7 separate regions of the Mus musculus genome follow, and all the other regions are linked to region 1. The links are chromatin contacts, called in public promoter capture Hi-C and targeted proximity ligation maps. All regions are on one chromosome and are shown on one strand. The core of a region is the stretch at or near the end of the contact, and the rest is flanking DNA. Distances in the headings are between cores, read along the strand shown. Region 1 holds the start of 1810055G02Rik (RIKEN cDNA 1810055G02 gene). Region 2 holds the start of Rad9a (RAD9 checkpoint clamp component A). Region 3 holds the start of Ighmbp2 (immunoglobulin mu binding protein 2). Region 4 holds the start of Tmem134 (transmembrane protein 134). Region 5 holds the start of Cpt1a (carnitine palmitoyltransferase 1a, liver). Region 6 holds the start of Gstp3 (glutathione S-transferase pi 3). Region 7 holds the start of Acy3 (aspartoacylase (aminoacylase) 3).

What was found. Promoter capture Hi-C pulls out the DNA fragments that hold promoters and counts their contacts.
Region 2: a targeted proximity ligation map of large pre-B cells shows a contact between it and region 1, with 2.5 times the contacts expected there. A contact is called at or near these places in 1 of 39 promoter capture datasets (pre-B cells) and 2 of 130 datasets of targeted methods (large pre-B cells and pancreatic cancer cells).
Region 3: a contact with region 1 is called in a targeted proximity ligation map of pancreatic cancer cells. A contact is called at or near these places in 2 of 39 promoter capture datasets (hippocampal neurons and pre-B cells) and 2 of 130 datasets of targeted methods (the SCID.adh cell line and pancreatic cancer cells).
Region 4: a contact with region 1 is called in a promoter capture Hi-C map of pre-B cells, with 2.5 times the contacts expected there. A contact is called at or near these places in 1 of 39 promoter capture datasets (pre-B cells) and 2 of 130 datasets of targeted methods (memory CD8 T cells and pancreatic cancer cells).
Region 5: a contact with region 1 is called in a targeted proximity ligation map of embryonic stem cells, with 13 read pairs. A contact is called at or near these places in 3 of 484 Hi-C or Micro-C datasets (the G1E-ER4 cell line, Th1 cells and embryonic stem cells) and 6 of 130 datasets of targeted methods (the SCID.adh cell line, embryonic stem cells, memory CD8 T cells and 1 more).
Region 6: a contact with region 1 is called in a targeted proximity ligation map of regulatory T cells, with 4 times the contacts expected there. A contact is called at or near these places in 4 of 39 promoter capture datasets (liver, neutrophils, pre-B cells and 1 more), 1 of 484 Hi-C or Micro-C datasets (CD4 T cells) and 5 of 130 datasets of targeted methods (large pre-B cells, memory CD8 T cells, neural tube and 2 more).
Region 7: a promoter capture Hi-C map of embryonic stem cells shows a contact between it and region 1, with 2.3 times the contacts expected there. A contact is called at or near these places in 6 of 39 promoter capture datasets (3T3-L1-derived adipocytes, the SN4741 cell line, cranial neural crest and 2 more), 6 of 484 Hi-C or Micro-C datasets (CD8 T cells, the CH12 cell line, cardiomyocytes and 3 more), 13 of 130 datasets of targeted methods (the NIH/3T3 cell line, the SCID.adh cell line, bone marrow-derived macrophages and 9 more) and 3 of 9 other capture datasets (adipose tissue, embryonic stem cells and liver).

Annotation. Positions count from the first base shown.
Region 1 is chr19:3,706,655-3,709,997 of GRCm38.p6, forward strand. 1810055G02Rik (RIKEN cDNA 1810055G02 gene) reads left to right here and starts at 1,639. Exons shown (of 4, transcript NM_028077.3): 1 at 1,639-1,782. It overlaps Gm36608 (predicted gene, 36608), which reads right to left and starts at 1,514. Exons shown (of 3, transcript NR_167751.1): 1 at 1,407-1,514; 2 at 1-131.
Region 2 is chr19:4,199,724-4,203,066 of GRCm38.p6, forward strand. It overlaps Rad9a (RAD9 checkpoint clamp component A), which reads right to left and starts at 1,880. Exons shown (of 11, transcript NM_011237.2): 1 at 1,760-1,880; 2 at 1,606-1,676; 3 at 1,206-1,334; 4 at 742-856; 5 at 549-648. The coding sequence starts at 1,793. Gm30082 (a long non-coding RNA gene) reads left to right here and starts at 1,985. Exons shown (of 4, transcript XR_388289.3): 1 at 1,985-2,075; 2 at 2,404-2,515; 3 at 2,661-2,715; 4 at 2,815-3,343.
Region 3 is chr19:3,281,229-3,284,571 of GRCm38.p6, forward strand. Ighmbp2 (immunoglobulin mu binding protein 2) reads right to left here and starts at 1,782. Exons shown (of 15, transcript NM_009212.2): 1 at 1,473-1,782; 2 at 191-360. The coding sequence starts at 1,558. It overlaps Mrpl21 (mitochondrial ribosomal protein L21), which reads left to right and starts at 1,814. Exons shown (of 7, transcript NM_001347420.2): 1 at 1,814-1,943. The coding sequence starts at 1,844.
Region 4 is chr19:4,124,450-4,127,792 of GRCm38.p6, forward strand. Tmem134 (transmembrane protein 134) reads left to right here and starts at 1,511. Exons shown (of 8, transcript NM_001078649.1): 1 at 1,511-1,591; 2 at 1,593-1,751; 3 at 2,608-2,672; 4 at 3,101-3,190; 5 at 3,311-3,343. The coding sequence starts at 1,577. It also overlaps a transcript of Aip not described here.
Region 5 is chr19:3,321,609-3,324,951 of GRCm38.p6, forward strand. It overlaps Cpt1a (carnitine palmitoyltransferase 1a, liver), which reads left to right and starts at 1,693. Exons shown (of 19, transcript NM_013495.2): 1 at 1,693-1,766.
Region 6 is chr19:4,057,693-4,061,035 of GRCm38.p6, forward strand. It overlaps Gstp3 (glutathione S-transferase pi 3), which reads right to left and starts at 1,755. Exons shown (of 7, transcript NM_144869.3): 1 at 1,732-1,755; 2 at 1,567-1,602; 3 at 1,043-1,149; 4 at 837-924; 5 at 394-497; 6 at 196-303; 7 at 1-26. The coding sequence starts at 1,732.
Region 7 is chr19:3,985,084-3,988,426 of GRCm38.p6, forward strand. Acy3 (aspartoacylase (aminoacylase) 3) reads left to right here and starts at 1,487. Exons shown (of 8, transcript NM_001302479.1): 1 at 1,487-1,528; 2 at 1,740-1,868; 3 at 1,968-2,222; 4 at 2,648-2,840; 5 at 3,055-3,148; 6 at 3,315-3,343. The coding sequence starts at 1,987. It overlaps Gm52386 (a long non-coding RNA gene), which reads right to left and starts at 678. Exons shown (of 3, transcript XR_003952881.1): 1 at 56-678.

The DNA of each region.
Region 1 (3,343 bases), core at 389-2,888:
TGAGGAAGTTGTGAGTTGAACACCAGAGACTCTTGACATCTGAGGAAAGGGTGAACAGCACTACACGCCATTTCCATGGTTCAGGAGTGTTTTCACTGAGCACTGATATTGTATTTCTTCTTCTGGAACACCTTGGGGGATTAAAATAAACACAAAGCAAAAGGAGCTTGTCTGCCAGTGCCTTCCTCCAGCTGCTTTCAGCAAGCCATTGATGGGCAAATTCCACACAGCGGAAAGCAGGTTGTGCTGATGACAGCACAGCAAGGCTTATATATAGTCTTAATAGAGCTCAGAGCAGGGTCCATTGGTTTCTGATCCCAGGACTCAAGACAGGTTATAAAACTAGAAATAGGCCAGCCATGGTGGCACATACTTTTAATCCCAGCAGGCAAACAGATTTCTGTGAGTTCAAGGCTAGGATGATCTACATAGCAAGCCCCAAACCAGCCAGGGCTGGACTGTGAAACCCCAAACCAGCCAGGGCTGGACTGTGAAACCCCAAACCAGCCAGGGCTGGACTGTGAAACCTTGTCTCAAAACAAAACTGGCAACGATGATCGCTTTGGATGGGCATGGTAGGAGACCTAAAAAGGGTTTTACACAAATTGGCATTCAGTAGCAGAATTCACCTACTGACTTGCAAAACCTACTTTACGTTAAATTCTTTCTTTAAAAATTATGTATGCTGGATGCAGTGGCCCATGACTTTAATCCTAGCACAGGAAGTCATGAGGCAAGTGATCTCTGTGAGTTCAAGGACAATTGGATCTATGCAGAGTTCCAGTACAGAAGGGATACAAAGAGAGACCCTGACTCAAAAATAAAATACAAACATTATGTATGGGAATTTTGCCTACTCCAATACATATTATGTATGTACGTGCACTGGAGGCCTTAAGGCATGGAATCTCCTGGAACTGCTCTTTCAGATGGTCGTGAGCCACCGTGTGGATGCTGGGAATCAAGCGGGGTCATCTGCAAGAGCATCAGTGCTCTTAACTGCTGAGCCATCTCTCCAACCCTAATCTTTTAAAATTAAAAGCAAGTCTCACAGGCTTTCCATTTCGTCCCACGTGTCATGCCACGTGTAAAATTCCAAAGCCCTTTGTGAGACTGTTTCTGGACTTGAAAACAAAAGCGAGATCTTCTTGCAGGATTAAATCAGTGTATTGCCTTTCAGGTGAAATGCTTAGCCAGAAGCTGGCAGGTGCAGTGTGTGCAAAGCAAACCTCAGTAGCCAAGCCATGCCTGCGAGCAAGGACAAGGCTGGACCGCCTTAAGGAGTTGAATAGCCGATGGGAAGAAAGATCAGGAACCGGGTCAGAAGAGCCTCATAAAGTACCTCATGAGGCCTTCTAGAGCTGCCCTGTCCAGACCAGCCATCGTCCGAGTACATCTGCGCTCACCTGATCTGACCCCTCTTCTCCCCGGCTTCTGGGAAAAGCCCTAGACACAGACATAGCCTACAAGTCCCTGGATCGCTCACTTCCGTTAGATCGGCTCCAAATAGCTCTGCGTGGCCAAGGCGGGACCAAGTTGGAAGGCAGCTCCTGAAGCAGGCGTGGCCTAAACAAACCACGCCCACCGCACGCGGCCGCGCGTGCCAGCGACAGCCTATTGGTCCCGCTTTCGTGACGTCTTTCCGGGGCAGTCCGGGTGGGGTCCAGCGCGCACCAGTGAGCTGAGCTAACTGGGTTTCGCTGCGGTCCACGTCCCCGCGCGGGGCTGAATCGCTGAAGTGGCTGCGCTGCGGTGTGAGGGCCACGGGCCTGCCGCGTCCGGGTAAGTGACCCGCACTGCTGTCCAGGGAGCTGTCGTGAAGGCCCCATGAGCCGCTTGGGGATGGACAGCGAGGTGCGGGGCGGAGGAGGGATGAATGGGGACCCGGTGCGCTAGGCGGTGAGGAATGGAGATTCAAGGCGGAGGAGGGAGGAATGGGCCGAGCCCTTAGAGAAGCATGGATGCGCAGGAGGAGGAGGAGGAGGTGGGCTGACGGCGATCGCCAGTCGATGCTGGGCAGTTTGCGAGCACTCTACGGACATTCGAGAGTAGGCGAGTCTTGGATCAGGCTGTACCCTAGAAGGTGTTGGTCTCGGAAATAGTTGAGGCCTGCACCCCAAACTCTTCTACCTACCAATGAGGAAAATCCATCACATTTTTCCTTCCTCCTCATTTGTCTACTTGCCTGCCTCCCCTTGTGGCCGCTAGCTTGTGCGCTTAACGGTCTGGCTGGAGCTTAGAAGTCCAACTCTTAAAAACTTGTATTACTTACACCCCGACCCCTAGGAACCAGCTCTAAAATTTCAATAAGTCAACCAGCAAACTGTTTAAAATACAGGTTTTCCGTTTATAAATTAGACTCGCCTGTTGGACAGCAGAATATCAGAAATACTGGCTTAGCAAGCGTTTAGAACACAGACCTTTGGCATTTTGGTAGTGAGACCTGAACTTTCAGATACCTGGAGATAAGCGGTGCAGTTAAGATAATATTTAATGTTCTGGGATCGTGGGCTAATGTCTGCCACGTGGATACATCCTTTAGATCACAGGGCAATGTCTGTGTACATAATACGTCCAAGCAGGTGATGTGTCAGGATTAGGTAGGTGACTGTGGTTTGTCCTGTACTAGCTTTCCCAATTTCTGTTCTGTAATTGTGTAACTTCCCTAGCGTGGAGTAGAGACGGGGGCCCTGCTGATAGGGATTATTAATGGTCTTTGCTGAGTCTGGACTTCTTGAATTGAAATCTGTGTATGTCAGAGAAAAAGCTCACCAATTTGAGGTCTAGTGATGTGTATATAGCAATCCACACATCATAAAGGCATTAAAGGCAAGGCAAGATTGGGAGTGCAATCTGTCAAACAAACATTAGAGGAATTGGGCAGCATCTCAAGGGTTAGTTGTCACTTGGGGACTCACACAAGTCACCTGGCTGAACTTTAGTAGGAACAGCTCAGGAAATGCAGACTTAAAGTCTTATGTGTATAGACATTGCCCTGTGGTGGAAAGGGTGTGCCCGTGTGACACGATGGAATTGAGAACATGATACTGGCCTTCTTGTATGAGCTGGCAGAAGGTGTCCTGATGCTGATTCCCTGCAGATCCTGTGGGGACCAATTCCCAAAAAGAGACTCAACCCCAGTCTGTTTGTTCTAGTTTCTGAGTTAATACTTGGTTTTTTTGTTAGTGTTTTCTTTCCTCTATTTAATGTGTATGGGTGTTTTGTTTTGTTCTAAAGATTTATTTATTTATTATATGTAAGTTCACCGTAGCTGCCTTCAGACACTCCAGAAGAGGGTGTCAGATCTCATTACAGATGGTTGTGAGCCACCATGTGGTTGCTG
Region 2 (3,343 bases), core at 630-3,129, 490 kb after region 1:
GAAGCCGGAAGATGTGCTCAGTGATGCTGCGTCTCAGGGCTGTCCATCTGGGGGTTTGGTTTTGTGCCCCCCCCCCAACACACACACTTTTTTTTTTTAAAGACAGGGTTTCTCTCTGTAGCCCTGCCTGTCCTGGAACTTGCTCTGTTGACCAGGCTGGCCTCACAGAGATCTGCCTGCCTCTGCCTCCTAAGTGCTGGGACTAAAGGCATCCACCACCACCACCACCCAATTAATACACATTTTTATATAAGTGGGACTCAAAACCAGGCCTTCAGGCTTGCACGTCAACCATTTTACTGAGTTATCTCGCCAGCACATGCACCCTTTTTTTGAGAAAGAGTCTCACTGCTTAGGCTACCTAGAAACTCAATGGCCTTCCCAGTGAAGTTTCCTAGAAACTTCTGATCCTCCCACCTCAATCTAAGAACTGCTACGATGACAGGCATAGGCTAGCCAGGCCTGCTGAAAATGGAGCATTCCTAGAATGACATTAAAGCCCTAAAGGTAGGAGAGACTCAGGCGAAGTTTGAAGCAGGGGTGCTTACCGTGCTGGGGTGCGCAATAAGTGAGGGCATGAGGCTGGGTCGAAGACAGCCTGCAGGGACTCACAGTCCTGGAAGGAGAGGTTGTGTGTCTTCTTGACCCCTGGATAAGGGAAATGGTCTCAGGGCTTGGCAACCTCCACTGCCACTGCCTCCACACCCACAGAGGAACTCTTTGGGCAGGCCGCTTGCTCACCATACTTGCAGTGGAGCTGGACCACCAGGTGGCTGTGGCTGCCACTGAGGGAGATACAGCACTTCTCCACAGACTTCTCCACAATTGCCAGAGAGCGGAAGACGGACAGGAAGGCCTGGGCAGGGTAGGACATCAGTCTGGCACACTGCTTCCACGGCCCAGCTCTACATCCCATGTAGGCCCTGGCCCCATCACTGGCCCCACAAAGCTGTGGTGTCTGCACACTCCCATGCTGCCTTGCCCATGCTGGTCTCTTTGCTGGGAAGGGCCACTAACCTTTTCTTGACCAATGTCACCACCCTCTCCACAGATCTTAGATAGCCCTCTACGGTCTAAACATCTTTACCTCACTGCATGTTGCATGGAATAGCTCCCATATGAGACTAACTCCCTAGTCAAACTCATCATTTACTGAGTACCTGGCACAGAGGCACAGCTGTGGAGCTGCTTCAGGTGGCCCTTACCTTCATCAGGATCTTACAGCGCAGCAGGTCCTGACCAGGGGAAGCCGCCTGGTACTGCTGGAAGAAGAGTGGGGCAAAAAGGAAGCAGGCATAGGCAGAACGGGACGAGTTCACAGTCCGTAGGGAGAGCTGAGACACAAAAAGCAGGCAAAATTGCTTTTCCCTTAAGTTACTTTAGCCCCACCTTGCCTGCCACTAGGCGTTCTAGGAAGAGCAAGTACCCTCTGTATAGACATGCAGCCTCAGAAGACTGGGCCCAAGCCGATGTCCGAACAACCCAAGAGATAATAAACTGCGCCGGAATATCTGTCCACCATCCCTGTAAGGCCGAATGAACACCAAGCCTAGGCTCCCCATTCACCATTGAATCCGCCCCCATCCCTGCGTCCCAGTCCCTTACCCCGTCCTTCAAGGGTTCCAGATAGAGCTCGTCCCCGATTCGGGATAGCGAATGGACAGCCTTGCCCAGCACTGCGGGGAGGAGAACAGAAAGTGGTTAGGGGGACTCCTGGGGCTTGCTCACGTGGTCTGCTGCAAGGTAGGTCCAAACTTACCCTTCACGTTGCCCCCGGTGATCAGGCACTTCATAGTACATAAGCACAAAAATCGAGCTTGTTTTGCACACGAACCGGGACGGGATAGGACATATAATGAGTCCCAGCAGCTACTACGACTGCCTAAAGTTCCCTTCCCGCGCACCGTCCCCTCCCCGCTGCCGGCCTGGCCTCCGCTTCCTTATTGGTTCACCCGGGGTTTCTCCGTCACGTGAGAAAAACGTTCCTAAGCTCGGTGTCACGTGATCTAGTCGGTTCATTGGGTGTGGCCCGGGTCACGTGACTGCGGAGGGCTTGCTCCTGTGTCCTTCCTCAGGTCTGATTCTCCCACCCGAACCCGAGCCCTGCACACCCTGCAGAGCTCTGCAGCTCCACTGGGCTGCACTGGGCATAGGTGAAGGGCATACTAGATGGAGGAGCAAGGTGTCTGCACCAAGGATCGAGCTCTGGACCAGAGCCCTAACGTGGGAAGTGTAGACCCTCCCGGGTCGCTAACTTTAGTGTGTGGGGTTACAGGGTCAAATCAAGATAGTCCGCGCTCAATCTGGGCTGGGGATTCTGTTGTGGCAGCAACCACCAGCTCCCCTCAAAAAACGTAACTCGCTTCAAGAGCGATGAGAAGGGGCTGTTCATTTTGCTTTCAGGATCCTTCACTGACCTTCGTAAATACATGGAAAGATGAGAAGGTTCTGGGACAGAAAAGGGTGGAAGGATGGACTTGTCAGAAGGAGGGGCAGAAGCAGAAGCACAATGGGGGTAGGCGAATATGGGTGAATGGGGTGTCCCGAGCCTTGTGCGGTAAGGGGTGGGGAGGCAGAGCTGAAGGGATGAACTGGGAAGCCCTGGGAAGGCTTAAGTACTACGCGGGGTTTGGTTTATGTACATTTTACCAATTACCCAGACAGTGTGGAAGGATGAAGATTTTCAGCTGGGACGCATTCACCTTGCTCTGGGAGGTAGTTCAAATGCCTAGAGCAACCCTTGCCCATCCCCCTGCGGGCCTGTGGGTAGTGGGGAGGGTGTGTTTGTTACCTAGCCCCTCTTTGTTTTTCTAGGCTCCTCTCCCTCTCCAAGTGCTTCTTTCCTAGAGCCTCCGGGGAGGAGGCGGCTTTCCCTTTCCACATCCAAGGCAAGCTGCATACAACGCAGAGGTGTCCAGTTCTCTGTTAGACTGGGAGTTAGGGGATTACCAGCATCCTCTCCTCCTCACTTGCTCACGTCTTCGGTGGATTCTGGCTGCTTCATTTCCCAAACAGATGGCAAAGTGGCCCTCCTTCTGTCTCCACTGTCCTCCTTTCACTGTCCAGACACAGTCCTCAGTGACCCGCCCCCCCCCCCCCCCCCGGTGGGCTTAACTCTCCTGGCAAAGTCCAGTCTCTTGATCAGGAACTTTGAGGATCCAGGTCCCACAGAGGTCTTCACTGTCTCCTACCCCACATGATCACCTATCTCCATAGCCCTGCCAGGCTCTTAGCGGCCACTCTGGCTGCTTCCAAGGCTGTAGCCTGCTTCTCCCATGCTGACTTCTCTTCCTGGGCTCAACAGCAAAGGTTCCCTCAGCAGAGAAAACCCTAGGCTTTGAGC
Region 3 (3,343 bases), core at 532-3,031, 430 kb before region 1:
TACACAGGAAATTTCAGACCCTGTCTCAAAACAGCAACAAAAGCAGCTATGCTGTTCACCAGGTTTGTAACCAGAAGGTTTTCACTGTAGTGCCACAGACTGTGTGGGTCAATTCTCCAGCCCTTCGGACAGCACAGGCCTTGATCTGACCACCAGCCATGGATGATACAAGCCCCCAGGGAACACGTACCAGAGGTGAAGCTGTTGCTAGGAAGCACCACTGCAGGTCCAAACTTCCTGGGCTCAAAGGTGACCAGCCGCTGCCCATACAGCCCTGTGCGCTGGCTGGATACCTGAAGCTTCAGCAAGCACACCCCTCGGCTCTGAAGCTCTCTCAGAGAACTGTGTTCCTGCCAGGACCTAGAAGACACCAAGCAAAACAGCTTCACTGTGCCTGCACAAGGGAGAAAGGAGTTCTGCTTATAGGCATTACGTATGCCCCAAAAGAACTCCGGATCCACTCTACTCCAATCCTACCTCTCCCCCACACCCCACGGGACAGGTACTGCCTAACTTGCTCCAAGTCAGCCAACACAGAATCTTATCATGTCTCTTTGCCATCTGCCATCTGTCTTTTGGGGCCCTCCCATTTATACCTGACTCTCTCTCTGCTTCTTACCACCAACACCCTAAGTGTGGTTCAAGGTCCCAGTTTGGCTTAAAGCATATCGCTTCATTCTCACAGCAAGCACATGGTGTGGGAATCACATGCCTTCACAGACATGTATGGGAAGGCCTAGTACACAATTCCATAGTCACACAGCCACAACAGCAAAACCTCTCCCTCATCATGACTGACAGACTCTCAGTCAACCAATCTACAGATTACACATCTGTAATCTCACAGACTGACTTCACGTCCTGCCTCCACGTGGGTTACCCTGGGTCAGTTACTTCGCCAGCCTTTGTCTATCCTTAGGGAAATGCATTACAGGAACTGCACTGTGGGATAGAGAAGTGGTGGCTCTGTCTGTTGCAGGCCTGTAGATATTCTCCTGAAACAACATGGCTCTTCAGGAATGCTCAGGCACCATACATGACATAGGCTTCATTAACTTTCCTCTAGGAAGCTGCTCTCTGGCACACCCCACTCCCTGGATCCCGAAGAAAACTTGTCCCACTCCCCATCTAGCACTGACCATCCTGTTAAGTCTCTCTCTTTCTTTCTTTCTTTCTTTCTTTCTTTCTTTCTTTCTTTCTTTTTCTCTCTCTCTCTCTTTTTTTTCCCTTGGGGTGGGGGGCCTCACTACAGGGTCTCCTGTAGCCCGGGTTGACTTCAAATTGGCTACGTAGCCAAAATGTGATCTTGAACTCCCGATCCTTTTGCCTCGACGCCCCGAAGTGACGCTGCTGTGCGGTCTTCTCCTAGGGCTGTCTCTGTGTGTTAGCCATTCACCCAGCCAACACTAGACTGGCTCCAGGCGGTAACTAAGGAGAGCTACAGAGGGCCTGGGACCTGCGGCCAAACTTACCTGCGCTCCTCCACCTCGGCGTCCCGCTCCAGCTCCAGCAGCTGTAGCTGCTGGGCCACGAAACTCTCCACGGTGGACGAGGCCATCTGCTCCGCGATGCAGCCCCTGACTGATGCTTCCTGCTCGGCCAGTTTAGTCCTGTGGGACCCGAGTTCCAGTCGGACCGTGTTCCCCACTGGACCAGAATCCGCAAAAGGCCCTGCGCTCCCAGCCAGGGCGCGGATTCCCGGCCGGTCCGTTTCCTGCGTTCCCCGCCAAGCCAGTGATTGCAGTAGGATCCCTGTTTCCCTGCTCCAGGTGTTCCCTACTGAGTTTGTGTGTTGACGCACAAGGTTCGCGCTGCTTCCGCTTCCGGTTGGGACTGTGGAAACATGGCTGCTGCCATAGCGGCCTCGGCATTGCCGGGCGCCTTCGGGCGGCTGGTGTCTGTGTGTAGCCGTAGCATCTTGGCATCCCAGGGATCCGGATCAGGTGAGACCAGGGAGGCCTGGTGAGGGAAGAAGCTAGCGGTGCTTCCGCCGTCTGCCGCCCGTGTGTCTGAGTCCACCTTGGCTCCTGGTGTGTTGGTTATGAGAGTCGTGAATATGGCACAGGGTTTGGAGTACGAGAACCTGGGATGAGAACGTGGTTCCTTCCGTTCATTGCTTAATACTGAGAAGTGCTCTTAAACTTAAGTGTAGGTCCTATAGTACAGGGACACAAATGGGTGTAGACAAATGACCTACCCAGGGTCATACAATGGGGATGTAAAGAAAGCGAGTTAGAAGCTGCTAAGTAGAGCATGGGTGTGGACAGTTGTCCTCGGGCTGCTAGCCACCCTCGGATCAGGAAAAAAAAAAATGACGTTGAAGAAAGGAGTGAGTGATTTTAATGTTAGTCTATCTTGAAACATAACAAGTAATGTGCCCTTAGTTTTGTTGACCCAGACCTTTTAGTTTGTGTATGTGTTATGTGTATGTATGTGTGCAGGTGGGTGTACATGCCCGTGTGGAGACCAGATGATGATGTCAGGTGGACACTGTTGTGTTCGACCTTTTCAGTTTCTTTCTTTATTTTTTTTTAAGACTTATTGTGATGTTTGTTTCGGGGGGGGGGGGGGAGGGTCCTTTCTGTGCATTTAAGTGAAGGTGCCTTTGGAGTCCAGAAGAGGGGGTCAGATGTTAATCCATAGATGATAGGAGAAAGGCCACCAACTCAAATCATCGTAGCCAAATTAATTAAAGCAAGCTTTTTCACTTGGGTATGCAGGCTGCCTCCACCTAAGACAGGGTTCAGGAGGTCAGCATTGGACACCCCTGAAATCAGGGTTTCTATAGTTCAGGGATAGGAGGTTTCCAAATGGGGGTGAAGCAGAACATAAGCGTAACCGGTTGGTCACAATAACCTTCTGAAACAAAAGTGCAGTTGCAAGGTAGTCGTAACAACAGGTTGTAATAATAACTTTGAAACAAAGGCATAGTTGCCGTTTTCCGGGACAGGTGGTATAAACCCATTTGTAGTTAAGGTGTGGCATAACCCAATCCTTGAGAAACAGATTTAATCATAAACAGAAATGAATCTACTTTTTCTCTACTATAAGATGGCTTTCCAGCTTAAGATAGAAGTATGCTGGTTTATCACAGATCCCTGGAGCTAGAGATGCAGACACTTGAGGCCTTCCATGTGGGTGCTGGGAACCAAACTTTATCTTCTACACGAACGGCAGCTACTCTTCCACTGACCTATTTCTCCAACCCCTCTCCACCTTATTTCTAAAGGTTTCTCAGTGAATCTGGAGCTGGCTATTTGGTTAGACTGGCTAACCAACAAGCCCTCAAGATCTGTTTGTCTCCACCCCCAGTGCTAGGGTAACAGAAGTACCTGGCATTTTA
Region 4 (3,343 bases), core at 261-2,760, 420 kb after region 1:
AAATCGCCAAGGTACACTCCCTACAACCTGGACATCCACCTGCTGGAAAAGGAGGCCTCCCACCATTCACAGGAGACAACAGTGATGTGTGCATGAGGCCAACCTCAGCCTGACTGCTGCGGAGCTGAGTGTTGGAAGCCCAAATGGTACCACGCCTACAGCTCATAGAAACAGCAAACAAGATGCATGTGGAAACCATTAGCACTGAGTGGAAAAATGGAAAAATGTAAACAACAGAATGCACTTGATACAGGAGCCCATGTTTGTACACTGCAAACACATCCATACAGAAGACAATGCCACGTAAGAGCCAGGCTGGGTTGAAACTCAGTGAGGCCAGGTCTTGGGAGAAGAAGGGGAGGGGAGGAAGATGGGGATGGAGGGAATGGGGGGGGGGGAATGAATGACCACAACTAGAGAGGAGCCTCTTTAACCATAAAATGAGAAGTTGGGTTGACTCAGTTCTTTATGGGAGATCATAAAATGTGAGGGCGGTTGGACGTGGAGGAGGGCAAACACTTTGTAAGCTAGAAAGATATGGGTTCAAATTTCAGACGTAGCACTTTGACAAACTGCCACCGATATTTACTATTATTTATACATCTATTCAGTTCCAAACACTCCTGAGCACTGAAGAGAAAGCAGTACTATAAAAGCTAAGGCAAAAAGATCAGGAATTCAAGGCCAGAGTGAGCTAAATAGGGAGCTCCTCTTCCAAGAAAACCAAAAAAAAAAAAGAAAAAAAGATAGAAGGGAATGCAGACTCAGTGCTAGAAAGATTGTTTTTTAATCACTTTAGCTGCCCCATGTATTCTGAATTGGAGAAAACAATATAAGCTCTGAGCCTCAGTGTCCACATCTGAAAAATGACAAGGACACCCCTCCATTGGAAGCTGTGGTGAGTAGGATGGAGGAACAGGTCCAAGAGTTTCTATGGCACTGGAGTGCGGACTGGAATCCAGGCTACCTCATGAGGTTTGAGCTGCTGGGCAGAGAAAGCAACCACACACACACCTCACACCCCTGGGCAGAGAAAGCAACCACACACACACACACACACACACACACACACACCACGCAACCACACACACACCTCACACCCCTGGGCAGAGAAAGCAACCACACACACACACACACACACACACCACACACACCCCGTCACACACACACACACACACACACACACACACACACCACACACACCCCGTCACACACACACACACACACACCACACACACCCCGTCCCTCCGTCCCCCCTCCTCCCCTCCCCCCTCCCTTACAAGCACAAGCTTAGATCGGTCCTGGTCACAGCCGGGGCTGTCGCTCACCAAGGGAACCTCTGGGGGGCGCCGCGAGTCCCGCTACCCGCGAGACTCTGACGCGATCCCGAAGCAACTCTGCATTCTGCTGCTCAGGCCTGCAGAGGAGGAGCGGGCAAGGGCGGGGCGGTTGTAGAGGGCAGATCTTCGCTCCCAGGGAGACGGGGCGGGCCCTGTGAGGGCGGGCCCTGTTTGGTGGGCGGGGCCGTGGCGGGCTCAAATGGCGGCGGCGCTGGGCGCCTAGGCCGGCGGGGGCCATGAGCGCCGCCCGGCCCCCAGTTTAGCATCGATGATGCCTTCGAGCTGACCCTGGAGGACGCGGGGCCTGAGCCCGAGTCCAGCGGGGTCGCCCGCTTCGGGCCGCTGCACTTCGAACGCCGGGCTCGGTTCGAGGTGGCTGATGAAGACAAGCAGTCCCGGCTACGCTACCAGGTGAACGGCCCTGCTCGTCTCACCCTCTTGTCCAGGATAGGGCGGAACCCCAGGCCGGGCCCCGGAGAATTCTAACTCCGGAGCCTCTGCCTAGAGACCCCAGCGGAGCGGAAAATTGTCCCCTAGACGTGTCTGCTCATCCAGATTTATGTCCTTGCCCTCTGAGCTCTGAGTTCGGTTCCAGTGCAGCTGTGGAGAGCCGGAAACTCGGACTAGGAACCCAGGCCTTAGCAACAGTGTAGAACCCACCTGTCTTGAAGACTGACACCCCAATATCACTCCGAGGAGTTTGGGGAGTACTTCCAATCTGAACCAGACCTTGTCGATATTTACAGCATCCCTTGAGCCCCAGATCACGTGACCTATGGAGCCTCCGCATCCCCTCTGCTTTGAGAATCACCCTAAAAGTGGAGGTCCCCACACATGATGTGTTTGCCCATCTCTTCATACTAAACCACACCATAAATCATTGTCTCAGGTAGCTTCCCCCAACCCTATCGTTCTTTAGGACGTAAGACCCAGAGGCCTGTGCTATGCTATACCAAATCCAAAGTCTCTATGTTGGGTCCCTGAAAAATCCTGAGAGCCTCATTTGAGTGGTCACCTGCTCCTGGGATCCATGCTGGCAGCCCACCCCTGCTGGATTCTGTGCTGAAGCCCCCAACAGCCACCTACTTCCTACCCAGGTTTTGGTTTCTGAATCATCAAACCGGTTCCGCTGGGAGGGCAGGGAGAGGCAGGAGAGCAGCTGCCAGATGTGCCAGGCAGAAGCTGTCAGGCTGCCTTTCTCCTCCCCCCAGAGGGCAGTGGAAAGGCCCATTCCTGAAGCTTATCTGAACCTTATGTCCTGTAACAGAACCTGGAAAATGATGAGGACGGAGCCCAGGCCTCTCCGGAGCCGGATGGGGGAGTCAGCACCAGGTCAGGGCCAGGTGGGGACCCACCCTTCTTATCCCAGGCCCCGTGTCTCAGGCTCCTGTCTGCAAGGACCTGCCCAGTCCCAACCAGATGCACTTACCTGTCTTACAGGGATTCCTAGCCCTGCTTCTCTCATGGGATCTGCTGTCCAGCTGGGTCACCTTACCCCAGTGCCCCGGTCCTCCACCTTATCAATGCCAGGCTTTCTGTCTTCTAGGAATCCTCAGTTTAATCCAGTCCCCACCCTCTTTCATTCCTCTTAACACACACTCTATTCTGTAATTCCTTTTCACCCCCTACCCTTGACCTCCTTCTGGACCCTCTATCCTGCAGGGGTTAACCTCAGTCCCTAGATACACCTTGAGTTTATCTCTCAGCTTCTGTCCCTCTCTTTATCTTCCCTGCCCCCTCACCATCCTTCTGTCCTTCAGGGATTCTGGGCACATGTCTGTCCGCAGCTCGCAGTGGTCCTTCAGCACCATCAGCAGCAGCACACAGCGCTCCTACAACGCCTGCTGCAGGTGAGAGCCTCCTCACTTGGGGTTCAGCTTCCAAGTACCTTCTGCTTCTGCCTGCCAGCCAGCCCCAGCTCCCTGCCTGCTTCACCTCCTTGACCTCCGTCTTGCTCTCCTGCCACCCAGCTGGACCCAACATCCTTTGATCCAGAAAAACCG
Region 5 (3,343 bases), core at 443-2,942, 380 kb before region 1:
AAAATGAGGTCCCCACAGGATAAAACCAGGTGCAGGCGGCTCTGGCTCATTATGGTGCCTCCCCAAGGCACGAGGTGTCTGAGAGTTCCTTCTGATGTTGTCTCCGCCCCTGCTCCTGTCCCTCCTGGCCGGCAGGGAGGGCCTGCTGTCAAGGCCGCTGAGCCTCCTGGACAGACAGGGCACAGGGCCAATCCAGAGGGACGCAAAGCAGGACGCCAAGAAAAGAGGAAGTGTCCTTGGGGAGGGGACCGGTTAGGACTGGGGTTCTAGGGAGAGAAGGAAGGGCATTTAAGGTGAGTCCAACAGTCCAGGACTTAAAAGGAGCCTTAAGTAGGGGGCAGCAAGAGGTGACACTAGAGCCATCGAGGCCGATGAGGCCCGGGGGACAGCAGAAAGTGTTTCCAGATAGCACCTCTGCAGTGCCAGCCACATGTCACACTGGTCTCTGCTTCCACGCTCAGGAACAGGTGCTCAGATAAGGATGCTTAAGAAGATGGAAGGCGTTTGGGTGTGTCAGAACAATGAAGGCAAGTGAAAGACCCCGATTCTCTATGAGTCCCTTCACATAAACTAAAAATCTCAAAGTTACACCCAACAATCGCCTGTCCTTTTAAATAATAGAGGTGTAGGGGGAGATGAGATACAGCAACAGTTAACTACAGTTGGGGGCGGGATCAAGGGGAACTTTCATTTTCTCTATGGAACCCTTCCACGGCAAGGCAGAGAAAGATGGAGGCAAACAGGGCTCTTCCATGACCAGGCGTGCTTGACCTCAGAGCTGCGACTCTTCCTTCTTCAGCGCATTTATGGAGAGCTTGCTACACGCAGGGCCTGGAGCTGCAGCCTGGGAGGGCGCCCCATCTGGCGGGTAGAGTGCTTTGCCATGTCTGGCCCGACTTCTCTACACCCTGTTCACAACTCACCCTGCAACCTTCGTTCCCCGTGTGCTGCCAGCGATCCCCCTCCAGAAGCCACTCTGTCCGAGGTTCCAATCACTCCCCTATTGACACCTATTCGTTCTCAGCGTTCAAAGAGTACTTCGATTCCGTTGCTTTTGGGCGCAGAGACTTGAATCCAGGACCTTACACAGGCAAGGAATGCACGGCATTGTGAGCTACCCACACACCCTAATTGTTCCGCAGATGAGGGTTCCCCCGCCCCCTGACGATTTTATCCCAGGGAGACTATGAGTGTGTTGGCCTCTGGCGCCAACCTGCCCCCGGATGTCAAACATCTGTTCTCAAACTTGGAACCTGAGCTTACTTCTTCATTCTCTGATGTTAGACAAGCCGTTCTTCCCAACACCACCCCAAGCGTCCCACTCCCCTTTTTTAAAAAAAAAAATAATCAACCAAACAACCAAACAAACCAAAAGTCTGGAGCAAAATCAGCATAACTCCCGCAGGGTTGCAGAGAAGTTTACGGGCGGATTAGTGTAAACCGCGAGTGTAAGCCAAGTATGGTGCAAAGAGCTGTTTTGGACATGGCTTTAATGAGTTGGTCCCTTTTGTATATGAAGAAACTGAGGCTCTCAGGGTAAGGAATGTTGTCCTAGGTCTGCCGTTGGCAAGCTCGGGACTTAGCCTCAGTTTCCTTACTGACCTCCTCCCCGCAGCCCCGCCCCGTCCAGGCCCCGCCCCGTCCTGCCCGCGCTGCAGCCCAGCTGGGCTCAGCCAATCACCCGCGGCGCGCGTCGGTGAGCCTGGCCTCGCCCGCCCCGGCCCGGACTCCGCTCGCTCATTCCGCCGCCGCCGTCTGCAGACTCGGTAAGACACCGCGAGGGCAGCGCTGCGGCACCGCCCTGGGCTGGGCGCGCGGGTGTCATTCTTAAGAGTGTGGAGGGAGACCCAGACTGTGCCCGTAGGGTACGCGTGAGCCGCGCATTGGAGAAGCAGAGGGCACTCCCTCCCCCGCGCAGTGACGGATCTGGGGGATCCCGGGACGGGAGGAAAGATGCTTGGTCCCCAGACTGGGCAAAATGCCTCCACTCGGGACGCGTGGGACCTCGGCTCGTGGTGTCCCGCCCCACGGTGGATTCACTCACCGCGTGGGTTTGGGGTCTTCATTGCTCTGTGAAAGATGCTTATGATTAGGCGTGACTCCTTGGTCCCTGACCAGTAGGAGTGTCAACTCCCTTTCTGACCCCTGCTCACTCCCCACTCCGCGGGTGGCTTGGGGCCAGTGTGGACGCCGAGCGTTCTCCAGGCTCTTTCCACCCGCTACTCTGCAGGTGGATTGGTTCTCGGGGTCCGTGAGGGTCGGGCTCGGCAGTAGGAAGGATGCTCGCACAGGGGACTTGGCAGGTGGCCGGTGCCCTCTCTTCGTGCGGGTCCCTGCAGTATAGCCTTCGGGACACACCCTTGGCGCAGAGACTTAAGTGTTTTGCACCCCTCACCGCGGTTTTGCCCGGGGTTCAAGGGCAGGTGGGTGTCAGAGACTGCCCAAGGTCGCGCCGGGACCAGAGCCCGGGAGGGTGGGGGCGTCACGTGACCTGGCCTGAGCGAACTTGGCCTGGGACAGCCGGACAGCACGGTCTGGGCAACCAGGCTGTGCGGTAACAGCGGGTACCCTTCGTTTTTCTTCATCTTATTGTGAATCGGGTCTGGTTTTCGTTGATGTCACAGAACACAGATGAACGCTCAAGTTTTTAAGGAGTTAAAAAGTTCCTAGTGTGAACCAGGCTACATACAATCAAGCTCAGTACTCTCAGCTCTGGGCCGACTCTCGTTCCGTGCATTTAAATAGTTGTCCAAAAACAGATTTTAGTCGGAAACTGCTAACTTTGGAAGTTCGCAAATAAAATGAAAGTGAGTTTAGAAGCCTTTCGGAACGCGTATTTAGTTACAGCATTTTGTTGCACAGGCGTCTGGTTTCTGGTCATTCCTGATATTCAAGCGTGTTTATCACTGTCAAAACCACAAGCCAAATGACTAAAACACAGCTTTGGCCTTTTATTTGTGCCAGCAAGCATACATCACCACCACCCCCTTCCTAGTCGGTCGACTCAGGACTCAGTGAGGACCTAAAGCAGAGGACTGTGGTGTGGGGAGGACAGTGCTTGCTCCGGGGCAGTGCAGAGTAGTAGGTAGGTCTGGGCAGCGTCCGCATTCAGAGTCCTGGGCTAGACTGGTTTTGCTGCAGCACCCGGAGCTCTTTTGTCATGTAAATTATTGCTTTTCTTAACTAAAGCCTCGCTAGACTTAACCTTACACTTGAATTTTCTCTTTTATCTATTTATTTACTTTTAAAAAATGAGATAGGATCTCATGTAACACAGGCTGCCCTCCAGCCTGCTCTGTACCCAAGGTTGGTTTTGAACCCCCGATCTCCTTCCTGCACCCAC
Region 6 (3,343 bases), core at 505-3,004, 350 kb after region 1:
AGCAGGCGGTAGTCCGCGAAAGAGATCTACAGGACGGGGGAGTGACAGGGCTGGAGCTGAGGCAGGACTGGGAGAAGCGCCACAGAGCAAAGCACTGGATGCTCCCTGCTTCTGCCTCTGCATCTGGCCTCAGTTTACCCCTCTGAGAAAGGATCTGGCAATGAGTGGGTGGGGAAAGGCCTACCCAATGCTCACCTGGTCACCAACAATGAAGGACTGGCCACCCCTGTTCTGGGCCAGGAGAGTTTCAAATGGCTTCAGGTGTCCCGGAAGCTCCTTCTGATACTGGTCCTTGCCCTCCTTCTGTGGTCAGAAATGTGCAGCCAGAGTGACCGAAGTGATCTCCCTTTCCTGCCCACCACGCTTGGTCACTAGCCTGTGGCTCCTACATACCAGGATATGGCGATACTGCCGGGCAATGCGTCTGAATAGGTCTTCCAGTCCATCGTTCACCATGTCCACCAGTGCTGCCTCTTGTTGGTCTTTGCCATAGAGCCCTGGGTCAGCGGGCAGGCAGCAGGCTCAGGTTCTGTACTTGTCCCTACATGTCCACTCAGTCTCAGCCTGGGTCTACTCTCTAACCTTAATTGGAGGTCTTCCCTGCCTACCTCTGGGATGTCATTAGAAAAATGATACAAGTTGGAAACTCACAGCCCTGGCTGTACAGACAGCGACCGCCCAGCAGCACACCAGTAGCCTTCTGGAACCTGGGCCCTGCATGATCCTCTAGGGTGACCCAGGTGGGACATTGGTGGCTGCAGGTGAGGCAATTCAAAGCCCCAGGACATTTTGAGGAACATCTCAGGTGTCTCTCAGGGCTTGGCTTCTGGACTCACCGAAGGAGCGGCCCAGGTGCCGTAGGATAGTATTGGATTGGTACAGGGTGAGCTCTCCATCCTGGAACTTGGGGATCTGTCCAAACAACTGGGAGAAGATCCCTCTGTAAGGGGTGCTGAACCTGGCTGCCCCCAATCCTAGACACAGCACCCTAAGGCTGCGCCCCAACCGAATCCCCAAGGGGGAGAGGGAGACAATTACTCACACAGGAAGCCTTGAATGTGCCTTGCTCCCAAACATCCAAGGTCACCACCTCCTCCTTCCAGCTCTGGCCCTGGTCAGCTAGAAGCATGCGCATAACCTCACAGCGCCCTGTATGGGGGTGCAGGATGAGGACACAGCGAAGAGATCTACTCTCAGAGCATCCTGGGAGAGTTTGGGAGAGTGGAAAGCTGACAAGAGGACTACACTAGCTTGGGAGCCTCATAGGGAGGGGAGATATGTGGTGATAGAGGCCATGTCCTAACATTATCTTGGAATGCGAAGACCCAGCCCCACCATGGCACAGGGAAGGAAGGAAAAGTGACAGACAGTGCAGCTATCTACGGAGGCTAAGAGGGCAGTCCTGGCCCCACCAACCACAACTGTAGTCCTGCCCCAGGTCTCTGTCCCGGCCCGGCCCCAATACAGTCTTGGTCACGCCCTTCCTACACCACTGTTGGGGATTCCCAGGAATGACCCAGAAGACTATTGTTTGTGCCCTTCGTCTTGAAAGTGCTGAGGCCACACCTCGGGAAGGGAAATAGACGATGGTGTAAGGTGGCACTAGGAGAGATAGACAAAAAGCACGATGAAGGAGGACCTTGCCTGGGCTGCAGGGCCAAGGAGCGGTTAGTAGCAGGGGTGAGGTGGGGGTATAATTGCCCCCGCCCTTGCCTCCAGGTTTCTCCTTACTGTTGGGCGGATACAGTGTGGTGCAAGCTCAGCAGGAAGAGAGGAAGTGATCGGGGCCTTATATTGACAGGAAGACTCCACCTCCTCAGACATCCCACACTGCCCCAGAAACAGACCAAGTCCTGGTGTTCAGTGTACCAGCTTCCTGGCAGACGTGGTGGGGGAGGGCAGACTCACCTTTCTATCTGTGGTGCAATATGCTACTGGAGTTTTGCAAGAGGCACACATGGTCACATGATAAGCCTCCCACTTAACACGCCCAAACCACTCGGTTTCTTGTGTGCTCAGGGGTTTGGACAGTGCCTTATATGCAGGTAGGCCTCTACCAACAGTACATGGTATAATAATAAGTGCTCCTTGTAAAAATAAGGCAATGTAGAGGAGCCGTGGTTAATCCCAGCACTTGGGAGGAGGCAGAAGCAAGAGGATCTCTGAGTTCAGCCCAGTCCGTCTGGTCGACAGAGTTCCAGGACAGCCAGGGCTCCAAAGAGAAACCATGTTTATAAATGACAAAAAATAAATAATAACAATAACCATAATAATGGCAGTGTCACCTGGAGTGATGGCACACACCTTTAATTGCAGCACTCAAAGTACAAAGGAAGGTCGGGCGGCACGCCTTTAATCCCAGCACTTGGGAGGCAGAGGCAGGCAGATTTCTGAGTTCGAGGCCAGCCTGGTCTACAAAGTGAGTTCCAGGACAGCCAGGGCTATACAAAGAAACTCTGTCTCGAAAAAAAAAAAAAAAAGTACAAAGAGAGGCAGCCCTTTCGAATTCAAGGCCAGACTGGTCTACAACCAAGATCACCAAGCCAGCCAGAGCTATATAGCAACCAAGCCAGCCAGAGCTATATAGCAAGAGCCTGTCTTTTCAAGAAAAGAATAAAGGGATTTAAAAAAAATTTTTTTAAAGATTTATTTATTATTATAAATGAGTACACTGCAGCTGTATTTAGACACACCAGAAGATGGCATCAGATCTCACTATGGGTGGTTGTGAGCTACCATGTGGTTGCTGGGATTTGAACTCAGGACCTTTGGGAGAGCAGTCAGTGCTCTTACTCGCTGAGCCATCTCACCAGCCCTAAAATTTTTTTTAAATATTTATTTATTTATCACATGCAAGCACACTGCAGCTGTCCTCAGACACACCAGAAGAGGGCATCCAATCCCACCACAGATGGCCGTGAGCTACCATGCAGTCGCCGGGACCTGAACTCAAGACCTCCAAAACAGCAGCCAATGCTCCCAACCACTGAGCCATCCCTCCAGCCCCCCCTTTTTTTTTAAATAAAGGGATTTTAACTAATGAACTATCCCCTCCTCTCTTGGTGATGCTATAACAGAAAACTCTTAGCAAAGAGTTAAGCCTTACATGTACCAGTCCTCAAGGCTAGCACTGTTCCTTGTTTGTAGAGAAATTGAAACAAAGAATTGACGTGGCATGCCCAAGGTCACTCAGCTAGTAAACAGGATTTAAACTTGTTTGGTCTGGTTAGTTCCCTGGGAACCTCATGTCTGTCTGTCTGTCTTCTATCTATCATCTATGCATCTGTCTATCTATCTATCTATCTATCTATCTATCTATCTATCTATCTATCTATCTATCATC
Region 7 (3,343 bases), core at 237-2,736, 280 kb after region 1:
ATCAAGGCTTCAGGCTGGAGCAGGGCAGGGTCCCTGAAGGAGACAGGGTACTCACCCCCTGCCACCTGCAGGGCTTGGTAAACAGCCCCAAGAGCTGTTGACAAAAGATTCATGGCCTTCTGCATAGGCTTTAGGAAGGTCTCGACCCTCTCTCCGCTGACGCCTCAGACTGCAGAAAGGGCGCCCAGGGCCACACTGCACGCTTCCAGCTCTTCGCCAAAGGACAGCTGGCAGGCCTCGTGAGAACAAAGGTGAGCCACAGGGCTCCACTGTCCCCACAGTGACAGTGCCATGGGGTGGGGGAGGGTAAGAGAGCAGACTCAGGCTAGAGTGTGATCTAAGCAGCTCTGATAAGGTTGCCACCCAGAATGTCCAAACTGTCTTGTAAGCTTGGACCTACAGCGAGAGTGATTTAGTTCCTGCCGGATGTCAGGACATCCTGAAACACAAGGCCTGACCTTGGAGGCCAAGTGCAGTCAGTAGGCATAGTTAATCCGATGGTTCAGTGGGCTGCATGGCTCACTGCCTCTCTCCTCAGCGACCTCTGAACAGTGCTTGCCTCCTGCCAGAGGACAGCTGAGCTCAGTAGGAGGGACAGCTGAGGGTCAGGGAACCAGGACTTCCCCAGGACCCCCACGGAGGTCTCAGGGAATGGAAAGGATCACTCTGTCTTCCAGTTCCAACTGTCCCCTGTGTTCAGTGTACCCTTTGCTCCTCTGCTGAGCCTCAGTTTCCACATCTGTAGACTGGGCCTGAGGGTTGTTTTCCAAAGCAGAGTAAACAAAGTCATTTCAGTTACAGTGTCCTTGAAGGCCATCACAAAGACCAGGCAAAACATTTTGCGGTTTTGTTTGAAGCATCAGTGAGCTGTAAGATTTGAACCTCATAGATCACAGCTTTAAATAGGTGGCTGTGGGCTGCAAAGACAGGCCGGTGCAGGGGAAGGTGGCAGGGAAGAGGACTCCTTTTCCGGTGGCCCCCAAAGTACAGGGCTGCTGTGGCCAAAATCAAGTCACTGCCCACTGTTGTCTGCCTTAAGTAGCCTCAAGGAAAGCACCTCTCTGCATGGATCGGAGTGGACACCAGGCAGGCCTTGTCTACCCTTAAAGGACCAAGCAGTGGACCACCAGTACTCATCAGTGCAAAGCCAAGTCCTTTCTGAGGACTGGGAGACATGGTTCCAAGTCAGGAATCTCTGGGCAAGCGCAGCTTCCAGCAGAAGTCCCCAGAGACCCTTGCAAGTAAAACTGTCCCTTTTCCGGGGGAAAGAGGAGAGGGCAAGGACAGGAACCTGCCCCAGAGACCTGGACCCATTAAGCTGATGGGAGTGGGGGCGGAGCTTAGGGGATAGGGGTGGGGCCCTGCGAACTTTGGCTGCTTGGCTCCCAGCCCAGCCTCCCGCCTCCAGTTCTCCGCCTACTTGGAACAAACACTTCCTGCCTGGGACCTGCGGGCCTATAAATACAGCCTCCTAGGGGGTGGACACATTAGGCCTGTGGCCTAGGGAAGCCCAGGCTCGTACCAGCAGGTAAGAGGCTCTGGCAGAGGCTCCCGACCAGTTCAGAGGAGGGTGCAGAGGTGGCCTGAAATCCAGACACTTGCTGCACAGCTTAGGGGGTGACAGTCTTCTCCCCCTGGAAAGCTAGGCATTGGCTTTACCATCTATAAAATAGTTCTGTGGTGACAGTCGTGTGGGTGGGAACAGTCGACCTTCTGAATGTCTGAGTCCCCCTTCTCAGCTTAGGTCCTCAGAGAGAAAAGTGGGGAGAGCGACACTCACCCTCAGAACATTCCAGAAGAGGGACTGAGGTTGCAAGGGGGAACAAAAATTTGGCTGCTGGTGTCTTGAACTTGGCTTCTGGGTACAGGTGGGTCACAGTTGGCATCCCCCTGCCTCAGACTCTTCTGTGGGGAGCTCACCCTACTGTTCAGGCTCTGGATACTTAGATTCCACATCTCTTGTGCAGTTCTTCCCCACACTGGGAGATGTCCTCCCTACCTGGGTCCCGGGAGCCCCTGCTCCGTGTGGCTGTGACTGGAGGCACCCACGGGAATGAGATGTGTGGTGTCTACCTGGCCCGGTACTGGCTACAGAACCCAGGGGAGCTGCAGAGACCCAGCTTCTCAGCCATGCCGGTTCTGGCCAACCCAGCAGCCACAGCTGCCTGTTGCCGTTACCTGGACCGTGATCTCAACCGCTCCTGCACCCTCACCTTCCTTGGGTGAGTACCCTCAGCCAGGCTGGCCGGTCCACAGCCAGGTACTAGCATCCCTACAGACTGGTCACAGTGGCTAGCAAGGCATCTCTGTCTTTTCTCAATGACCATATGGTTTAGCGAGATCCAGATCAATGTCACCTCTTCCAGGAAGTCTGCCCAGTAGGCCAGACTCTTACCAGCTGAAGTGAGACATACATGGGGAACAGGACCAACATGTCAGCTTCAGGTTACTGGAGGCACAGAAAAAGACTGGGGTGAAGGTGGGACTACATGGAGCATCCAGCCTGACCAAGAGAAGTCAGGGAAGGCTTCTTGTAGGAGGTGGCATCCAGCTAATCTCCCCCCTCCCCCACCAAAGGTGAGAAGTTAGCCAAGGAAAGGGAGACTGAGATGATGGGGACTGATGTCCCCCATTCCTTTCCCCACAGTTCCACCGCTACCCCTGATGACCCCTATGAAGTGAAAAGAGCCCGAGAGTTGAACCAGCTGCTGGGTCCCAAGGGCACAGGCCAGGCTTTTGACTTTACCCTAGACCTGCACAACACCACAGCAAACACTGGAGTCTGCCTCATCTCTGAATCCAACATCTCCTTCAACTTGCACCTGTGCCACTACCTACAGGTGGTCCCTAGGGGGCAGGAAGGAGGGCGGGGAGGGGGCAGAGGGACCAGTGCCACCTGAGGTACTCCAGGCTCGCCTTAACCTTCCAACCAAGGAAAAGAGGTGGGGCAGGGTGGACGACCCTGTGCCTCCTGCACACTGCTCTTCCCAGCGTCAGTGCCTCAGTTTCCCCTCAAGAAGGCCTGGGTCCTGACTGGTGCCTCTCACCCCACAGCGGCAGAACCCGGGGATGCCCTGCCGCCTCTTTCTGTATGAGCCAGCTGGGACGGAGACCTTCAGCGTGGAATCTATATCCAAGAATGGAATCTGTGAGCTGACGGGTGGGAAGGAGAGCAGGAGGAGTAGGCAGGGAGGGGGAGGAGTCAGGAGGGGCGGAGTTAGGAAGGGTAGAAAATAAGCAGAATTGGGGGGGGAACCTCCTACCATGGCTAGGCCTGGGCCGTTTGCCTGACATCTCCTTTTCTGGCCCCCCAGGTCTGGAGATGGGCCCACAGCCTCAGGGC